Regions from separate parts of the Mus musculus genome. Here region 1 is linked to region 2. A link is a contact called in public promoter capture Hi-C data. All regions are on one chromosome and are shown on one strand. The core of a region is the stretch at or near the end of the contact, and the rest is flanking DNA. Distances in the headings are between cores, read along the strand shown. Region 1 holds the start of Tep1 (telomerase associated protein 1). Region 2 holds the start of Tlr11 (toll-like receptor 11).

Region 1 (2,713 bases), core at 30-2,529, 510 kb after region 2:
TTAGGAGTTCAAAGGTCATCCTTGGCTACATAGCAAGTTAAAAGATCAAAATCACCCTGGAATATAGGAGACTTTGTCCAAAAAAAAAAAAAAAAAAAAGGTGGGAAGCTAGAAAGATAGGTCAGTTGATAAAACATCTAGATGACAGTAAGGCTCAGTAGTCTATGACTGTAATCCCAACACTGAAAGGCAGGCAGATTCTTACATCAAGCTGGCCAGCCAGCCTACCAAAAGTAACTCGAGAAGCAATAGAATAAGACACCTGGTGTGGAGTTCTAGTCTCCACATACCCGTATATATATCCGCATATGCACATACTCTTGCACACACAAACAAACACATACACACATATACACACCCAACGAGTAATAAGGAATTTCAGAATTAATCCAATATGTATGTATGTATGTATGTATGTATGTATGTATGTATGTATTGAAACAAGGTCTCACTAAAAAGGTCTGACTGACCTGGAACTACTATACAGATTCCAACTCACAGAGAGCCACCTGCCTCTGCCTCCCCAGTGCTAGGATTAAGACATACACAGCCACATCTGGCATAATCCAAGAGTGAAAAACAAGTTCTCAATTAAAATTTTAAGTTAACAGAGAAATAAAGACATGTAATTTTTTTCCTCTCTGGAGTTTATAGAGATTCTGATTAACTTCTGAAAGCTTAAAAGTTCTTCCCCAAGTTCCAGAGATAACTGGTATTGATAGTTTTATACTGACATTCTGTGTATACACTAGTTTGTATGTATACCTGCCTCCACTCCTACCCCGGTCCCTTTTCTTTGGCCTTGCACCTGAAGCCATACTTCAGACGCTATTCTTTTCTTAGGAAGTCGTGGAGGCCTACCGCGTTGGCACCTTAGTGTCCATTACTGTTAAACGTGTCAGTCTAGTGAGTTTCTGTTGCCAAAAGTGATCACAACACTCTTCATTTGTTACAGTCACTCCCTCCTAGGATTCTTTAAGGCAAAAGGAACCCATTCTCTCTGAGCATCTATCCCTCCGCCCCACTAAGGCCACCCCACCTCCCTGCCAGCCGCCCGGAAGGACTAAGCGGCTGCACCACGCTCGCCCAGAGGTCCTTCCGGGAGTCCAGCTGACACAGGTCTCGGCCAGGGCTCTACCTGCGCTCAGGATTGGAAAAGCTGTGCGCAATGAGAGGCGCGTTGGTTCTCCGCAACGGGGAGCAGAAACCGGCCTGGGTCAGCCAGTGGACTGGTTGGAAGCAGAGAACTGAAAGAAAACCAACACCCTAGTGAGGCCAAGGGGTGAGGCTGGGCGAGGGAGGGGCGGGGCTGGGGGCAGGGCGGGGCTGAGGGCGGGGCTGCCGCGTGTAGGATATCGCAAATGCCGGGATTATAGGGTTGTGCTAACCACACCCGGTTTGATTTGCACAGTTTAGGGATTTATACTTCCGGCTAGGCCAACTTTACCAACCGAGTTGTATTTCCACCCAATACAATCATGCTCTGATGCTATTATGTATCCTGAAAATACCCCAGAGGCTTATGTGCTAAAATCATGCCAGCCTTGGGCAGCTGTTGGGAGGTGGTGAAACGTTTAGAAAGAAAGATCGCTGAGAGTGTGCCCTTGGCTGACCTTTGAAAGTCAGGCCCCTTCTCTCCCTTTTGCTTCCTTTCATCCACCATGAAAGTAAACAGTTTCGTCTGTCGCCACCCCACTCAATCCCACTCCACCCCATCCGTGAACTGCTTTGCCACAGGCCAAAGCAAGAGGGTCAAGAGATCCTTGACTGAAAACCTCTGAAAATATGATTCAGAATGGTGGCACACACATGTAATCCTAGTACTTAGAAGGCTCTGGCAGGAAGATCAAAGAGTTAACTCTACTCATGCTATTTGAGTTCATTATGTTATCTTTTTGTTACTGCGACAAACTACCTGAGATAATAAACCAAACCCTTTTGATTGTTTCTTTCTTTTTCAGACAGGGTCTCTCTATGTAACCCTGGATGTCCTGGAACTCACTGTTTAGACCAGGCTGGCTTCTGACTCACAGAGATCCGCCTGCCCCTGCCTCCCATCTCCTGGGATTTAAAGGCATACCCCACCACCAACCACCACGCCCAGCAACAAATTTTTTTAAATTTTGATTTTGGGGATTTGGGCTTTTATTTTTAGACAAGGTCTATCTATATAACCCCAGCTGGCCTGCAGCTCACTATGTAGACCAGGCTGCCCTCTAATGGCTCAGAAATGAAGAGAATCTGTTTTTGCAGAAGGCCTAGGTTCAGTACCCAGCACCCACATCATGCCTCACAACCATTGGTAACTCTAATTACCCATGGTGACCTCTTCTAAACTCCAAGAGCACTTGGCATGAAGGTGGTGCACAGACATACATAGAGGCAAAACTCATAAATACAAAGTGGAGTGTGTGGGTGGAGGTCTGTTTTGTATGTAAATTACTACTAGCCAGGTAATATACCCTTATAATTCCAGAGATTTTAAAGGCTGAAGCAGAAGGATCTCAAGTTCAAGCCAGATTCCTTAGGGAGCATTTGCCTCCATAAAATAAGTAAGTGAGTAAATAAATAAATATAAAAATGAAAAACCCCTAAAGATAAATAGTAATTTTAATAGATTTTGTTGTAGTTCCGAGACAGGATTTCTCTGTGTAGCCCTGGCTATCCTGGAACTCAGTCTGTAGACGAGGCTGGCCTTTAACTCAGAGATCTG
Region 2 (2,863 bases), core at 78-2,577:
ATAGTAGGATAGTTTAAGGTATGCTAGCAAGTGAATGCTTATGTGGCCAAGCGTAAACAGGGCAAAAGACCTAGGAGAGAATGGCCTGGAGTATATTGGGAGGTCAATTTTACAGAAGTTAAGCCAGAAAAATATGGTTACAAATACCTTCTAGTGTTTGTAAACACTTTCTCTGGATGGACTGAGGCTTTCCCTGCCACGCAGGAAACAGCTACCATGGTAGCTAATAAGATATTAGTAGAAAATTTCCAGAGGTTCAGAGTTCACAAGGTAATTGGATTGGAAAATGGTCCTGCTTTTGTAATACCTGATATCAAGACTAGACATGACAGGAGGCTGGAGAATTGATTTGGTGGGTAAACACATTTGCCACACAAGTATGAGGAACAAAGTACAAATCTACAGAACTCAAATAAAAGGAAAGATACAGAACAAACATCTATAATCTATAGGGAAATTAGGACAAAGATAAGGGAATTCCTGGAAGCTCTTGGGCCTACTGCCGTGGTATGTGCAACACAAAACAGAGATTCTGTTTAAAAACAAGGTAAAAAGCCCATGATACCAACAAGGTGTCAACACTCATTTTGTCCTCTGGTCCCCATACAGATGCCTGCACACATGCATCCATGTGATCACACATGCACGCACACGGGACTAGTAGTGAAACAAGAACATAGACTCAGGCTTACATGACAAACTGAATCCCAGCAACCATCGAAAGTGATCATTTGAACTGCCCTTGATTGCCATAAGGATTATACAAGCTCCCTCCAACAAATAAATTACCTCTAGTAGCCAAATAAAGACCTACCCCTTCAGAAAACTCTTCATTGCCTTTTGTTAATAAACTATGTGGAACCTCACCAGATTTGGGGCTGCATGCTTGCTGGAGCCAACATCTCCTGTGCAATGGATTCTGTGCTTTCACTACCATCTTCACTCCTACAACTCCATGTCTAGTTCTATTCATTGTTTGACCAAAGAAGGATCTGAGCATCACATCGCAGGACACCTGAGATCCCTCTAGTAACAGTAGTCTGAAGACAAAGGAAGGGTAGAAATGGCAGAAAGCATGAGCCTCTCTTACTTTAAGAGACAGAATGGCCCAGCAAAATGAAGACTGCTTTTTCAGATGTTGGGAGGATGTGATACAAAATGTGAGAACTGAAACGTATGGAGTGTACTAGGAAAGAGGAAGTCATGAAACTGAAAGAAAAAGAGACTGTCCAAGGAGAAGTCATTCCCCACTTTTTCTAAAATTAACTAAGCACTCTCTCTTCCCTAGAGCTCCCCACCTATCACCAATAACATATTTCTGTGCAGCAGAGCAGCCACCATTGTGGAGGGAAGAGGAAGGTTTTCTTCTTTAACTACGGGAGATGAAAGAAAACACCTCCTGAGAACCTGAATCTGTCTCCACCACCCCATGCTCAAAGGTAAGAAATGTTGTCCTAATACAGGATTTTCTGAATAAGGCAGATAAGCATTAGTGACACAAGCAGGGAAAAAGGGAAACAACTAAGCATCTCCCTCTATTGAGAGAAAGCCAAAGATCAGGGCCAGTGGTGGCCAGGAAGAATCTCTGGACAGTTGGACTAAGGGTTGCTACAATTTAGGTGATCACGGGAAACATAGTAGTTCTTGGACAATCTATGTATGTCTGTCAGAGGTATAATATTAAACCTGATAACTTGAGACAGAAGTTGCTATCATATCCATACTTCTATAGTGCCAGGCTCTTAGTACCAAAGTCACTGTGTCTTCCTGATCTGAGATCTATTCCAGTCCCTGAATTCATCCTAGATAAACTAAAAAGAAAAAGAAAGCTTAAATAACCATGGTACACTATTTGACACTTCAAGGCTCAAAAGAAAGGAAGGAAAGAAGGAAGAAAAGAAAAAAAGAAAAGATAAGGAAAGGAAAGGAAAGAAAAGAAAAGAAAAAAGATACCTCCCTTTGCTGTAGAAAGATGGGATAAGATCTCAAAGAGCATATTCAATGAGGCCATGCCATTTAGAAGATGAAGTCTCAGACTGTTCTCTGGCTCCTCTGAAGTTCAATGAAATCTGAGGCTCAGGAAGGAGAAAAACAGACACAGAGACAGACAGAGATAGACAGGGACAGACAGAGGCCCTCGGACACAATATCCTTACATGCCTCCAGAGTCAATGTGTTATCACCCAGGAGAAACAGTTCCTTGGTTACAAAGGAAAGTAGAGGAGTCCATGGCACTCTGTGCTAATCCTCTGCACAAGGGCAGAGCTACTTAATAGGACAGTGCCCTTCACTTGTGACTAACTGGTTCCTGTAATCCCCAGAACAACAGACTACTCTCCTGTCTCTTCCAAACCTTTCAGGGACTTTCATGACCACTAATTTAACAATGGTCATTCAGAGGCCTCTCCCCATGAGAGAAAAGACACAAATAATGAGAACATAGTCAACTCACCATCACCACCACCCTACACCCCTAGTGCTAGGCTCTAGGCTCAAAGGTATCAAGACATTATTTCCTTTGTATTTTATTAGCCTACTTTCTTTATTTCCTTTGAATATTTTACCTGAATTATTTTTTAATATTGTCTCCCTAAACTCAATTCTAAAATCTAGCTGAAATATTTCCTTAGTTCTGAATGTTTAAATCAGACCATTTATCCTAGTAGAAAAAATACTGACTATAGTTTCACATCTGGCACTCACTTTCTGCTTCTTTGACTAAGACAAGTAATTTAGCCTCCTTAGTAAAGAAGGACAACAGCCCACCATTGTCACATGGCTAAGAATTTTTCTCAGATATAAGTGTGTCAGTAACATGGTTCCCTTTTCCAGTGTACTCTCTAATGAGCAAATCAGTTTTCCA

Evidence for each region. Promoter capture Hi-C pulls out the DNA fragments that hold promoters and counts their contacts.
Region 1: a contact with region 2 is called in a promoter capture Hi-C map of liver, with 2.8 times the contacts expected there. The contact joins the promoter of Tep1 here to the promoter of Tlr11 in region 2. A contact is called at or near these places in 3 of 39 promoter capture datasets (hippocampal neurons and liver).

What each region holds. Positions count from the first base shown.
Region 1 is chr14:50,869,275-50,871,987 of GRCm38.p6, forward strand. Tep1 (telomerase associated protein 1) reads right to left here and starts at 1,280. Exons shown (of 55, transcript NM_009351.2): 1 at 1,139-1,280. Gm26782 (a long non-coding RNA gene) reads left to right here and starts at 1,022. Exons shown (of 3, transcript XR_874615.2): 1 at 1,022-1,282.
Region 2 is chr14:50,356,587-50,359,449 of GRCm38.p6, forward strand. Tlr11 (toll-like receptor 11) reads left to right here and starts at 1,328. Exons shown (of 2, transcript NM_205819.3): 1 at 1,328-1,439. The coding sequence starts at 1,430.